Linked DNA regions of Zea mays: all the other regions are linked to region 3. Evidence: chromatin contacts called from public Hi-C data. All regions are on one chromosome and are shown on one strand. Each heading gives the region's core, a stretch centred on a gene start, on an enhancer-like site or on the middle of the called end of the contact. The rest is flanking DNA. Distances are from core to core; before and after follow the strand shown. Region 1 holds the start of LOC100277599. Region 2 holds the start of LOC100283185. Region 3 holds the start of LOC100283314 (VQ motif family protein). Region 4 holds the start of LOC100217109.

What was found. Hi-C and Micro-C count contacts between places; a contact is called where the count stands out from the background.
Region 1: a contact with region 3 is called in a Hi-C map of leaf, with 4 times the contacts expected there. The contact joins the promoter of LOC100277599 here to the promoter of LOC100283314 in region 3. A contact is called at or near these places in 4 of 25 Hi-C or Micro-C datasets (bundle sheath, ear, leaf and 1 more).
Region 2: a contact with region 3 is called in a Hi-C map of bundle sheath, with 5 times the contacts expected there. The contact joins the promoter of LOC100283185 here to the promoter of LOC100283314 in region 3. A contact is called at or near these places in 6 of 25 Hi-C or Micro-C datasets (bundle sheath, ear, endosperm and 2 more).
Region 4: a Hi-C map of leaf shows a contact between it and region 3, with 6 times the contacts expected there. The contact joins the promoter of LOC100217109 here to the promoter of LOC100283314 in region 3. A contact is called at or near these places in 7 of 25 Hi-C or Micro-C datasets (bundle sheath, ear, endosperm and 2 more).

What each region holds. Positions count from the first base shown.
Region 1 is chr9:115,206,121-115,209,858 of Zm-B73-REFERENCE-NAM-5.0, reverse strand. It overlaps LOC100277599, which reads right to left and starts at 1,900. Exons shown (of 1, transcript NM_001151114.3): 1 at 1,160-1,900. The coding sequence starts at 1,825. The coding sequence ends at 1,505.
Region 2 is chr9:114,925,590-114,929,250 of Zm-B73-REFERENCE-NAM-5.0, reverse strand. It overlaps LOC100283185, which reads left to right and starts at 2,120. Exons shown (of 7, transcript NM_001156087.1): 1 at 2,120-2,315; 2 at 2,420-2,485; 3 at 2,659-2,709; 4 at 2,804-2,883. The coding sequence starts at 2,129.
Region 3 is chr9:115,060,279-115,063,484 of Zm-B73-REFERENCE-NAM-5.0, reverse strand. LOC100283314 (VQ motif family protein) reads right to left here and starts at 1,863. Exons shown (of 1, transcript NM_001156216.2): 1 at 812-1,863. The coding sequence starts at 1,773. The coding sequence ends at 1,072.
Region 4 is chr9:115,237,759-115,241,272 of Zm-B73-REFERENCE-NAM-5.0, reverse strand. LOC100217109 reads right to left here and starts at 1,361. Exons shown (of 2, transcript NM_001143478.1): 1 at 1,217-1,361.

The DNA of each region.
Region 1 (3,738 bases), core at 651-3,150, 150 kb before region 3:
CTCGCTAAATAAAAATGTTGACTGCATTATATAGATAATGAAGATAACTGTTAACATTTGTGACTTATTTTTTATGTGGACAGATACAAAATAAAACTATAATCTATATTTAGAGAACTATTGGAGAATTTACATTTTTTACTATTAAAGTTATTTAGCAACTTTTAAAATATATGGTTTAGAGGACTAAAATTTACATAACTGTTAGAGTTGCTCTAAAGGACATCCTTTTAGCCCAAAATGGGCGTGTATAATTGCTGGCTTTGCAGCAATAAGTCTGTTTAGCCAGAGAGGTGTTCGGGGTTTGCAAGTTCAATGGACGAACATGCAAAAGTCAAAGACCTTCAAAATAAGATTATACTGCTTGCGCCAAAATAATCTTCAGCTCTAATCTTAGCTCAACAACTAGGCTGCATCGTGGCAAGAGAAAAAAGAGAGAGAGAGAAAGAGGATAGCTCGATACTATAAATTAGAGCGGGAAGTAAGACATTTTATAAGATTTATTTTAAAAAAATTACAGTCATCGATGTAACAGAGTACTAGTACTAAAATCCACCTACTGCCAGGCTAGTACTTCCACCGTAATTCTAGACAGAGGGAGTAAGTAGTACGACCACCAAACCCTACGCTTGCCTGCTGCAGTGCCGCGCCGCGACTCGCCGTTGATCGGTGCATGCACCATCTCGAGGGACACGCGGGGGCAGCCTTGTTGGATGCGAATAATCACGGCGGTGCGGCAGAGCGGTGGTGACCGTGACTGCCGTAGCGGCACAGGGGCGGCGAGCAAGCAATAATTGCAGTGGCACCAAGCCACCAACAACTCTGGATGCGATGCAATGCAATCAAACCTTGCCAGCCTCGCCCCATCTCGCAGCCTCCCCGTCATGCCGGTCGCCACCATGCCGCCCCGCATCACTGCGTCAGTCACTGGTCTGGACTCCACTGGAGCAGCAGCCTGCCAGAGTACCACCGACAATTACTAGCGGTTTAGCACTCACTAATCCAGACAAGGGCCAAGGATCTGCAGCATGCCAATTGCCCTCTCGACTCTCGTCCACAGCTTAGCAAAAATATGCTGTAGCAGAGATTATTCCACACAAAAATTAAAAAAAAACTCAAGAGCCGGCCAATGGAGAGGGCTGTTGTGGATGAAGCAGCATTAGGCGTGTAAGCTTTCGGAATGGAAACATTTCCTCTTGGCCGATCCCTCATCCTCCGACCACGGGAAGAGGAGTCGTCAAGGGACGTACGGCGGCAGATCCTTGATTACAAGCCATCGCCACCTCTCAGGCCTCAGCATATGAACATACTCACACAGCTACAAGATTACTAATTGATGATACTTCTTCTACAAGACTACCTAGCTATCAGCTACTACAGCCAATGGCTGACGCGCCACCAGCGCTTGGACGCACGCAAAGCCAGCTCCCGAAGCGGGTGCGTTCCATCCGACGTCGGGGTGGCACTGGCACCTACGACCCTGGCCTCGGCCGCCTCTGATCTACTACTGCGCCTGCCGCGCGGCGGGGGCTGCGAGCACGAAGCGGGAGGCGAAGGAGCAGTGGGCCTCGTTGCCCTCCAGCGCGGTGCCGAAGTCGAAGTTGCGCGCGTAGCTCAGCGGGTCGTACTGGTGGTGGTGGTGGTGGCGGCAGCGCGCGGACGACGACGCGGCGGCGGCGTGGCGCGCCCCGCCCGTGGCCGCGCACAGCAGCCTGCTCTGCCGCCGCAGCTTCCGCACCAGCCGCCCCAGCGCGGGCGCGCACCCCCCGGGCGAGGACGACGATGGGGCCCTCCTCGCGGCGGCACTGCTGCCGGCGTCCGCCATGGTCTTCGGTCGCTCGACGCTTACTGCTGGAGTGCTGGTGTCCCCCTGCCTGCCGAATGTGAATGAATCTTGGCGACTGCGAGCGGTGGTGGAGGCGGAGGGACCGTGTGATTTTATAGCGAGCCGAGCAGTGGAGCGAGTGGAGCGGAGCGGGTGGTGGTTCGCGCTGTTGTGTTGGTGGGCAGCGCGCGGTTTCGCGTTCGTGCCATGTGGTCCGGACGTGGTCGCGCGAATAAAATACGGCGCGGCGAGTCGGGGGGCCAGTGTAGCGTAGTGTAGACAGTAGAGTAGGTGTGGTGTTTTCCGCTTCTTTTTGGGCAGGATAATGGCTCCAACCACTCTTCTTCGTGGCTACTCGACCTAGTACCTTTTGTTGCATCTAAAAGGGGGATGAACTCATGATTAGGAATGGATGGAGCTCGGAGCGGCGGCAAACAAGATGCATGCGCTTAGCTCCAGGAATCAAGGGAGCTGGCAAGTGACAAGACAAGATCACTCTACTCCGGATGCTGTTCCGTTGGGTCACCAGTCTGTCAGCTGGCGAATCGGCCGGCGTGAAGCGGGAGTACGCGCCCCGACGAGCCAGTCGGCAAGGCAACGAGGTTTTGGGCGTTCCGAGGCCGCGCGGAGAGGAGGACGCGGAAGAGGAACATGAACCTCGGCAGCCGTCGGTGGGCGGTGCGGCGCGCGCCGGACTCGCTAGCTGGCCGGCACGCCGTGTTCCGTACTTCGGGCCCTGCGTCCGGAAGAGCGACATCTTTCGCGTCCAGGTCCAACCGTCCAGGCAGCTGGTCCGTCCGTCTGACGACGATACGTGGCGGGCGCAGCACGAACAGCGCACGGCACATTCATGTGCACTTGTCCTCGCAGCGAATGCCGTTCGAGGTGATGCGTACCGAGTCCAGGTCAAGTCAGCAGATTGCTTTCACTGCCTGCCCGTCACAGGCTCACAGCACTGTCAACGCATCATGTGCTGATTGTTTGCCATGTCATGCTCATACGTGTGCTGTCTGGACTCTGGACACCGGACTCTGGGTCCTCGTTTGGAAACCAACACATTTCCAGAATCTAAACTGTGCACATTATTCAAGAAAATTCAACCTAACGTTAAATAATTGAGATTCTTTCTTGCAGCACACTATCCAAGATAGAGAAACCAAGATGTTTGGAACTGTAATAGATAAAGTTTATCTGATTACAAGAATATCTATGTAAACAAGGATGTAACAGTTAGTCAGCTAATAAGTTGTTAGCTGGTTCTAGTTGGGTTAGAGTAGTTACCAACTAATAATACACATTAAAAAGATATATATCTAACAATTAACTGGTCTATTAGCTGATCTGTGCTAAACTTCTCAACTAATCTTAACTGCTAACTAAGAGTTCTATATGTTTGGAAAAGGACCTATGTACTGTATATGTATATATAACGAGGCCTTATTACACTGCTAGTACTCTTAAAAATGTTGTTGTGACCCGTAAAAAATAACGGCATGTTTAATGCAGCTATAAGTATTCTAAATCTAGAAAAAATATCTTTAACTATTGTTTTTAGTTAAATATTTCGACTCGATGAATCGTGGAGCACGCATAAATCTAGATCTAGGGGCTACATTTATGGATTTTCTAAAACAGCTCAAGGCCAAACTGCCAATGCCAAATTGCCACCGAGCGTTTAATTACACGAGTTTAAACAACTTTGCTGTGTTGTCCTGACTGCGGCGTGCAAACACAAGTCACCCACGCAGCGCCTGCCTGCCTGCCTGCCTACTGCAAAACTCTGCTTTAGCATCGAATAGTTTGACCGGTCAGCGCGCAAGCACACGTCACCCACGCACCCCAGATGCTGATTGGCCTCCAGTTGACACAGAATATGCGGCGTTCAACAGTGCGTCTCACGGTGTGTTTGGTTT
Region 2 (3,661 bases), core at 871-3,370, 130 kb after region 3:
TTGCTTGCTATTATAGTTATTACTAGCGTTATATATGTGGTGGATGTATAACTTAGTGTAAGGTAACTTGATTATACAACTAATTATTTGTATTTAATTCTCTCTACAAATATTTTTTATACCAAATCATGAACTCGTCCATTACATAAATTTTGGACCACGATCTCATTAATCATTACGATACTTATTGATTATAAAAAGAATAAGCATATTGGAGATAAAAACCCGCGGGTAACCCGTGGGTACCCGCAAACCCGATGGGTACGGTTTTGGGCAAAATTTCAAACCCGTCATGGGTATGGGTTTTTTAATGGGTGTAAATATTTTTCACGGGTACGAGTTTGGGATAGCAAAACCCGGCGGGTTTATACCCGTTGCCATCTCTAATAATGGTGGGTGTGCCGCAGTGCAATGGAGAGCTGCTTCATCGTCGTAGTAGTACTAGTTGATCTGATCAGCATATGGCCAGCTGCTCCCATCTGTACTGCAGTTTATGGAGACTCCATGATAATTTGTACTCGCCAGTATAGATGTCTAGACGGGCCACCCGGCACGGACCCGACACGGACCTGTTTCGGCCCGGTACAAATAGGGTCGGGCTAGGCACGACCCGTTGATGCTTCGGACTGGGTCGGGCTGGCCCACGTGCCTAGGAACATGCCCAAACCCGGCACGCAAAGGGAAAAATCGTGCTGGGCCGGCCCGTTGGTCCGGTGGGCCTCAACGTACCGGGCCGGCCACTGGCCCGAACCAACAGTAGAGCAGTATATAAATACATATATTTAACAGAATTAATCATATATCATAACATATTATTTACATATATTAAGACAACAAAATTCATTTATCAATTCACAAGATAATATCATATTAATACAAATATGAAATGATCACTCAGCCTGCGTCTGTATTTATGTATGCATTTATTCTGCTTAGAATTAAATGTATCAATATTTATATATTATGAGAGAATTAAATGTATGTATTTATCAATGCATTTATATTATGTTTGGCTGGACTGTTCTCATGCATTTGTTCTGCGTATTTAGTATTGATCATTTAGCAGGCTGAGTAATGTATATATTTATCTGTTAAATGTATGTATTTATATACAAATATGAAATAACAGTCCCGACCCATTTAATTGAATTGAGCCTGCGCTACACTGCATTTGTGTTCAAATACGCGGGCCGCCGTTGAGCCGACCTATTTATCGTGCCGGGCCGGGCCAAATCACGCGGACCGTCGTATCTGCCCATACCTGACCCGCTAAACGGGCCGTGCCGGGCCGTGTTTGGACCGGGCTAAATTTGTGCCGTGCCACGAATTAAACGGGCGGCCCGCACTCTGTTTGGACATCTATACTAGCCAGTGGCTGATCTGTGCTAGCTTGAGGTGGCCAGCAGACGGCAGGAAAGGCCGTGGCGCAGAAAAAATGTCGTCCATCAAATACTTCTAGGTAACCATCATGCCTGAGATAAATTGGGAAGATCGACATGCCCGACTTCCACCTGATTATCCTATGGTCAAATAGATGACATGCTACCACTTCATGTTTAAACTAGTGTACGGTTCACAGTAAACCGAGCATATATAAAGATTAGTTGGTCATGTTAATGCAACCTTCGCTTGAATCGAGTTTCCAACTTAACACGGCTGCTAATCATTCAACGCTCCCTCATCTGTACCGTTTGCACCCCACACATATTTATGTCCATATATAATGATATTGTTTTGTATCAACGTTCCGTAATCTTGCATTAAATATTTTTGGCTACTAAACGAACTCAGATAAAAAAAACTTTAACTATAAAGTTTAAAATTTTATCAAGCGCTACAACTTTAGTATAGGATGTACCATCAATAGAGATAGTCTAATTTTTTTGAAACAATTAAATCTCAAAATATATGAATTTTAAAATATATATTTGAGACTCTAGATGACTGTAAATAGAAAACATATCCACACCACTTTCATCCCTACCACCATCCAATTTACTTCGGCCCATGAGCTCAGAGTAGTTGGACGGTGGAAGCAGGCCTTAACGGTAGTGGAGGCCCAGTTGACCAATCGTCGAGGAGTCCAGGCCTTAACGGCGCCGACCGCTCCACGTCCGCATTCTGCAGTATGGCTCGCCGACTCTGCCGTCTCCCTCGCCTCTTTCCCCTCGTCTCGTCTGCATCCGCCTCCGCCGCCCCAAGACCTCATCACCTCCCCTTCGCCGTGAACCCTAACCCCGCGCCCCTCGCCCCCTCCTTCTCGTCGTCATCGCCGCCCGCTTTTCCGGGCCCCCATCGCCTCTTCTCTTCCACGAGTATTCCTCTCGATGACTCGATCCTCCTTTCGTCTCGCCCATGCCCCCCTCTCCATTTCGTGCGGCTCTCGGGGACTTACGGCTTTTTGGGTTGGCTGTTTCAGGTGGTTCAAGCATGGTGGTCGTGGGCTCCGCGGACTCCTTCAACAGCATCTTTTCCAAGGTGCAAGGTACGGCGCCGATTTCCTCCTCTCCCATTTCCAAACCATGCTAGATGCTAGTTAGTCCTTGCCTCCTTGGTACGTCTGGTGTTGGGTGACGAATTGGGTCATGGTGGTTCGATGGTTCGTTCGTTCTCTTGTGCCTCACTGGCTGTGAACTGTGATCCCTGTGGATCTTGCAGATGAAAAGCTACCAGCTGTCTTTTACTACACGGCGGTGTGGTGTGGACCATGTAAGTACTGCCTCATTCTGATGCCAGCGTTGCCAAGTATAGGGCTTCATTCATTTGTGTCATAATTTTGTTGTGTGATTGTGCCGCACTGCAGGTAGGGCGATCGCACCTTTAGTATCAAAGCTGAGCAGCCAGTATCCCAAGATACCGGTGTACAAAGTTGACATTGAATTGGTAAGTCTGCAAATTTAGATTTCACTGCTACTGCGATATGCTAGAAATTGGCTGTTAAGTGTTAGCCGTGGTGAGGTTTCTGAAGCAGTGAAGAACACAAACGTAAGTTCACTAACTGGAAGAACACAAACGCGAGTGTGTGTACTGAGAGCTTGTGCTGTGCAATGCCTTGCAGCTGTTCTGGTTTTTTCTCCTATATTATGCAATGCAGTGACTAAACATGCTACAAAGCTGGAGGTAATGGTGATCATGTCCCATGCAGTGGAGTGTCACCATGGCGCGCACGATGCCCAGTCTTCCTGGTCGTGCGCACGCAAGACTTGCTCAATGGCTTGAGCATCTAGGAATGGATAAACATGCCTAAGTCTATCAGGGTGCCTAAGTCTATCGGGATCTGGGGTTTATGCAACATTAAGTAAGCACTAACGTATGGGAATATTAGTATGCAAAGTCGCAGTTTGCTGCTTCTTCATCACCGCCACATTTACCACTAGTCCACTATACCAGTTTTAAGATCTCTGCTATACAGTCATAATTGCAGACTGGTGTGGTATTGTTTCCGATGCTTAACCAGTTAACCTCTAACTATTGGTTCTGACTAACCGATTCAGGTTACATACTGCCTTTCTAGCATCACAAATTTAAATTCAGGTGAAATCTGTGCAAAATTAGATTTAATGTTGTTACTACATTACTGAAGTTGTTCACAACCAGGTTGCCTGTTATGCTATGAAGCATGTATACGGAAATGCATATTGGTATCGAGCGGATACAGATA
Region 3 (3,206 bases), core at 614-3,113:
TCTCCTCCCCGATGGGAGCTATCACGAGAGGCGAGATTCAGTTTCTTCGCGGAGAAGAAGACCTTTGTGCACGCGTGAACCGTCCTAGCTAGAGCGCAGACCGCCCGACAAGCACACATGGAGAAGTCGCTCCTACAACGAGGTCGCGGACCGTTCTCGTCCTCGCAGAGATCACGACCATATAGTTTATTCTATTCTAGTGTTTGGTACCAGATCGAAGCCAACAACACGTCCATATGCACGTTATTGTTAGACATGTCCTTAGAACGTGAATGCCTTTTTCGTTTGCGTGGGATTGTATCCGAAATAATTCTAGCTGATCAAAGTCCATAGAAATTATAGAAACACCGTAAGAAACGAACCAAACCAACCCTGCTGATATCATATCACAGAGTTTCAGACCTCTCACAGTCCATAATCCAGATCGAACTATGCTAGTTAACTGGTGTCGCAACAAACCCTCAGCATGACATCTCTGACCTTGACCTCGCTCGGGTCAGCCGCACGTCACGCCTGCGAGGTGCGTTGCACTTGCACCTCGGGTCCCCGCGGGCCCCTGCGGCTCAGGAACACGACGGCGCAGCGGATGGAATGGAAACGCGCGCGAAAACAACATGTGATCCATGGGTGTGGCGGCCGCCACGGCCTTTGCTTCCGGACCCGGGCAACCGAGCGCAATCAAGACGTAGATATGTTCGCCTCGCCGCCACCGAAGGATCGACATCGTCACACCGAAGGATCGACACACGTACGAAAGCTACGTTTAAATCTCGGAGGATCGGAGCTGAGTAGTAGCAGGCAATTAACCTCCGTGAAAGTGACTAGATGAGCTGCTGCTAGGACACAGACTACCACATCATCAGAAACACAAGATATTTACATCGTCTCTGCAGCCAGCGGAGAAACAAGGCTGCGCGAATTAAGCAAGCGGAGGAGCAAACTAACTACACACAACCAGGAGAAACTTAACTGACTCTGATTACCCTTTTTTTTTTGGCTGCTGCTAATCTTCGCTTCCCCTTCCCAAGCTTCCATTCCATGCACGTGGCGTGGATGCCCGTCGAGCCTTGGTCAAGCAAAGAAGCCATTAGTGCTAGTGTTAGCGGCGGGCATGTGCGGCATCTGGGCCGCCTGGATGCTCTGCAGGAACATCCTCTCCTCCGCCGACGCGGCGAACCCGTGGGAGGCGGCGGGGGCGAAGACGTCGCCGCCGTCTTGCAGCAGGCCGCCGCCGCCGCCGTTGCTATAGCCGAATGGCGACGCCGCGCCGGCGTACTGCTGCTGCTGCTGCTGCCTGCGGAGCTGCTCCTGGAGCGGCGCGGGGTGCTGGCTCCGGTGCAGCTGGTGGTCGAAGGACATGACGGCGGCCGAGGACGGCGGGAAGCCGTAGTCGGCGGCGAAGTTGATGACCGGGGCCCCGAACGCCCCCGCGGGGGGCGCGGGGATGCCCGTGAACTGCTGCACCATGGCACGGAAGTTGGCCGTGTCCGTGTTCAGCAGCGTCACGGGCGCGCGCCGCGACGCGCGGGACCGCCGCCGCGCCGCCGGCTTCCCGATCCGCGGCCCCTCTACCCCGTGCAGCAGATGGGCCCCGGCCTTGGTGGGGCTTCCTCCGCTGGACCCGCCCGACGTCGGGCTCGCTACGGCGGCGGCCGCAGCGGTGGTGCCGGCGTCGTCGTCGGGGGGCAGCAGGACCGGCCCGGCGTCGTGGTGGTGGTGGTGGTAGAGCGCGGCCCACTGCGCGAAGCTCGAGCCTGTGTCACTCATCGCCATCGACGCGCGCGGGTCGGAGCCGAGCGTCAGGCGCTGCTCGTGCTCGTGCTCGTCGTCGTCGTTCGTCGACGAGTGTGTGTGTCGGAAGAGGAGTTGGACACGGCCGCGGGGCCTGGCCATTTATAGTGACCCAGCCAGCGGTCCACCAGGCTGTGCCATCCGTCGGATCGACGTGCTCCTCTAGCCAACGCCCGAGATTGGCCAACGTGTCGCGGTCCTGCCTAGCGTAGCCCATCTGCTCCCCCCACCTTCCGAGAAGCGTCGCTGATCCGCTCCGCTCCCCCGCGCGCGGGACAGGTGGTGGACTGGCGGCCCACACACCAGCGGGCACGTGGGGCCCGCGCCACTGTGCTGCGGCCTTCCGGGACCGCCGCGGCGTCGTCGTCGTCGCCGGGTGCTCGGCTCGGGGTTGGCAGCCAGCCGGGCCCGCAGCTCCATCGGGCTGTCACGTCGCTCTGCAGCACGTCGATGCGTCTTGATTCTGGATGGGGATTTCGGCTGCCGCATGGCGTCGCATTGCATCCCACCCAATACCCATGCGGCCGTCCGGTTCGCGTGCGTGCGTGCGCGCGACGCTGGTCTTTTCTCCCGCGCAGCCGCAGCATGTGGAGGCGGGCAGCCGGCGGCGGATCCGATCAACCCAGCACTAAGCTTGTGCTGCACCTGCAGTTAACGAAGCTTCAGCGGAAGCCACGGAAGAGATTGAGGGCCACGCAACGCAACGCAACGCACTGCCGGAGGATGGAGGCGGACGCCGGCGATTCCGTCGGTGTGTGTCCGTCCGGTTGGAAGAATCGAGCGGCGACGGTGAATTCAGCACATGCCATTTCTGGGGAGACCGGCCGATGGACATGTCGCTCTCAGGATCCACCTCGGAGATCGTGTTTACATTACCCCGGTCGACGGGTCTCATGCTCCTCTAATAAACATTATTACCCCGGTCGATGGACACTTGCCGCGCGCTGTGGGGTGCGCTCGTGGCGTTGAACTTTCTAATTCCATGATCGCCCAGCTGTCGTAGCGATACTGACCCGCTTGGTGGATGTGCTTGGATCCACGTCCACCTAGTTAGGATAAAGATTAGCTGCACTGCACAGCTCTAAATCAGATCTATTTATGTCTTGTTCGGTTATTCTTATTACACATAGATTAAATAGAATTGGAAAAAAATTAAGAAAATTTTTGACTTACTTGATATTTAAACTCACTCAATCTATATAGATTGAGAGCTAATCAAACAAGCCCTTAATAGACCAGCTTATTGTGAGCTTGATATCCATTTACTAAAAGAATATATAGCCCTAACATACATTTGTGCATATTAACCCCGATAGACTGAATCGTCAGATTTTTTAGATTGGCAAAGCCATCGTGGATACATATAAAATCTATCAACTCTTAGACCACTTCAAAAAAAAAACACCGTTGGCATG
Region 4 (3,514 bases), core at 112-2,611, 180 kb before region 3:
TATGATAAAAAAAAGATACATAAACATATAGCACAAATGAAGGACATTACATCTTTATATAATAAAACATCATATGCCATGCAGTTATTTACAATCGATTACAGTAGGAGAGGGTAGCATGTAAATCATGATCACGGTTCACGATCCTACAAGATATTCTTGGCTAGAACTAGAACGATATCTAGAAACTGTGACTAGGGCAATATTCAAGCCAACCTAGGATCCTAGAAACTTAGGAATATAAGGCTCAAGAGAATATTAATGAACTTTTGTATGAGAACTATTCCTCTGATTGATTTAATGCAAACAGTGAAATGACTTGTGTACAGGATTGCTCTTGACAGAACATCTGAAGGGTACCATCAGAGCCACACATACAAGCACAAAACTGAACACCTCAAGTACTTTGCTTTTACCTAAAAGATGGACACCGGTTCCCAAAAATGGTGGTCATCCGTGAACAAGTTATGGGGACAAAAAGAACAGATCTATGATGGTGTTCCTAATCTTTTGTCAAATTTTCAAAAACAGAGTAGCAGAACTTCTTTTTACTAGAATCTGACAGTGTAGGCTTCTTTTCATCGTGTTCTTTGGTAGGGCCGTGACTCGTTTGTAATTAAATAAAAAGAGGCAAATTACTGTTTGCGGTGGCCGGTGGGTACCCAAAGATGAACAAGTAATCCAAAGCAGCAAAATGGAGCAATGGAGCATAAGCGATTCGAGCATAGAGGAATAGAGATTCGCGGACGAGAAGGTTTGAAACAAACCAAGCCGATCCCCCGACACGGTCTGACCACGGACTGAAGACACACGGTTTTCAAAGGAGCGCTATTTTTAGTAGTCAATCTTTCGTCAGACTAAATTAAACGCTTTTTAGGTGAAAATGTGGAAAGTAAAATACCCTCCAGTACAGCGCGCATAAAAATACGCTACAGCTACTCGGACTAAAGAAACAGCTGAGAAAACTAGATCGACGACGAGAGCAGGGAGAGATACCGCGGCAGCGGCAGCGGCAGCAAGAAGCGAAGCTCAGGTCCGTTCTTTCCTCTAGCCCAATTTTGCGCCTGGCAGGCCGCAGCTTTATAGCGGTGACAGTCCCCCAAACCCCAATTCCACATCGAAAACAGGAACGCGCAAAGAACCTCCAAAGATGGCCGCGAGAGGTCCAAGAAAACACCGGATCATGCGAATCAAGGACAGAAATTCCGACGCTCACTTGGAAGCTGCGGCAGAAGGTCGGCCGACGGGCGGGCGCCAGGCGAGACGGCGGGATGCCTCCTTCCTCGCGGCTGGCTCGGCTAGGGCACGGAAGGGAGGAATGGGGAGAGGAAGCCTCTTGGCCTTCTCTCTCTGTCTCGTCGACCTCCCCCTCTCTCTTTCCTCTAGTCCTCTCTCCCCTCGGTTCTTAAATTCTCCTCGGAGCGAGGGCGTGCGTCCCATTGGCAGCACCACCTGGCGCTTCCGGGTCCAGGCCAGGCCAGGCCTCTGCCTAGGTCCGTACTGAGGCCGCCCAGCTCGGGTTTGGCCTGGGCGCAAGCCGTCTGGGTGGTGTTCTGGGCTTTGACACGGGCCCAGACGTCGGTGGCAGTGAGGTACGGAGATATTTAACTCGACGTGGAAACGGAAGGTGGTTGTGCAGGTCGTGATGATGAGGTGTGTTTAGTTGGGAAATGGCTGCACTGTTAAGCATAATACCCCATGGTACTGGACCACCCTTAACACTCTGCGTCTCAGCGGTTGTCCGCATCGAAAGCTTCGATTATTGTCGCCTACGGAAAGGGTAGCGGCTCATGATTAGACTAATGTTAGCGCAAGCGATAGCCTGACAGCTGTGTTTGTGTGCTTCGTCTCAGCGCACGCGTTGACGGCGGCTAGAATCTCTTCCGGGTGGTTTTGATATACTTTCTCTGGCACAGGAGAATCTTGCTGGATTTTTAGGATTTTTTTTGGTGCTCTAGTATTAACCCTAATCTATACATGTGGAGATGGATTACGGTATAATTTAGTTTAAGTTATATCCTAATTGGCCTTAACACATGTGGATTGTGGTCAATACTAAAGTACTCAAACAGGTACGAGGAATTAGAGTTGTTGAAATGGTAGAATCCGCATCAATCAGACGCACTTACGTGCCTAGGCTGACGACACTTACGCACGAGGGTCGCCCTTGGCTATATATCTATATGGTCATGTAAAAATACAGCTTTGTTTACAACTGAAGTTTGGAATAGGAGAGCTGTTGGATAGCAGCAGATCGTGTGTATGGTCGTTTGTACTGTTTTACATTGTGGACTATATTGTTTACAGAATAAAGTTTGAAATAATGGGTGGAATAGAAGGTGGGATAGAGAGACGGTTGGAAATAGTCTTCGTATATCTCCAACAGCTTACTCATCTATATCTATCTTTTAAACTTCACTCAGTAAACACAATACAAAACAATGTTTTATACGGTCATATGCATGTTATATTAATCATGCCCTTAAGAAGAAGCAAATGCTCTTGGAGTAAAATAATCGAGCACAGCAAATGCACGTGACAGCAGACCATGAGGCTAGATTTCAATTTTACATCTTCGTTCACTAACAACAGGCTACGGGCATACCATCTAGCATCCGCCGCAAACACATGCATACAAGCTTTAGAGGAGATTCTCCTCTTATGTCTCTTCAGCAACATTCTTTAAACGATATTCTAAATATAAAGAACGTTCTCTCGTCCTCCGTTCTCTATATATAGAGATTTTCTCTCCTCTCTCTCTTCTATCCATTTTAATACTTTAAAGAATAGATTCAACAAAACTAAAATATGTACAACATATTTAAGAGTGTGACAAATACATACATACAAAAAAGTAAAAAATATGTCTCTAATATAGGTATTTATGTATAGAGGTCGAGATATAGATGACGTTGGTGAAGATTGTCGGCGTTTCGAGACCGGGGGGTCCCTGGGCCGACGAGTGAATGTCGCCGCGTGCCCCAGCCCAGATGGGTCGACGCGAGGCCGAGCGCGAAGGGGGGAAGTGAGGTGGCCGGAGACAGGCGTGAGAGAGGTGGAAATCCCATGGCCTTTGTGTTCGTCCCGCGCCCAGGTCGGGTGCGCTTGCAGTAGGGGATTACAAGCGTCCACGCGGGAGAGGGAGCGAGCGGCTTCAAGCGAGCGCCTGTCTCGTCCTCGTCCCCGCGCGGCCAACCCTCTCTAAGAGGGCCCTGGTCCTTCCTTTTTTAGGCGTAAGGAGAGGATCCAGGTGTACAATAGGGGGTGTAGCAGAGTGCTACGTGTCTAGCGGAGGAGAGCTAGCGCCCTAAGTACACGTCATCGTGGCGGCCGGAGAGGTTTTGGCGCCCGGTTCGTGTGATGTCGTGGCCGTCGGAGGAGCACTGGAGCTTGGCGGAGGGACAGCTGTCGGAGCTGTCGAGTCCTTGCTGACGTCCTCTTGCTTCCGTAAGGGGGCTGAGAGCCGCCGCCGTTAGGGAGCGTGTGGGGAGCCATCATTGCCTATCTGGCGGAG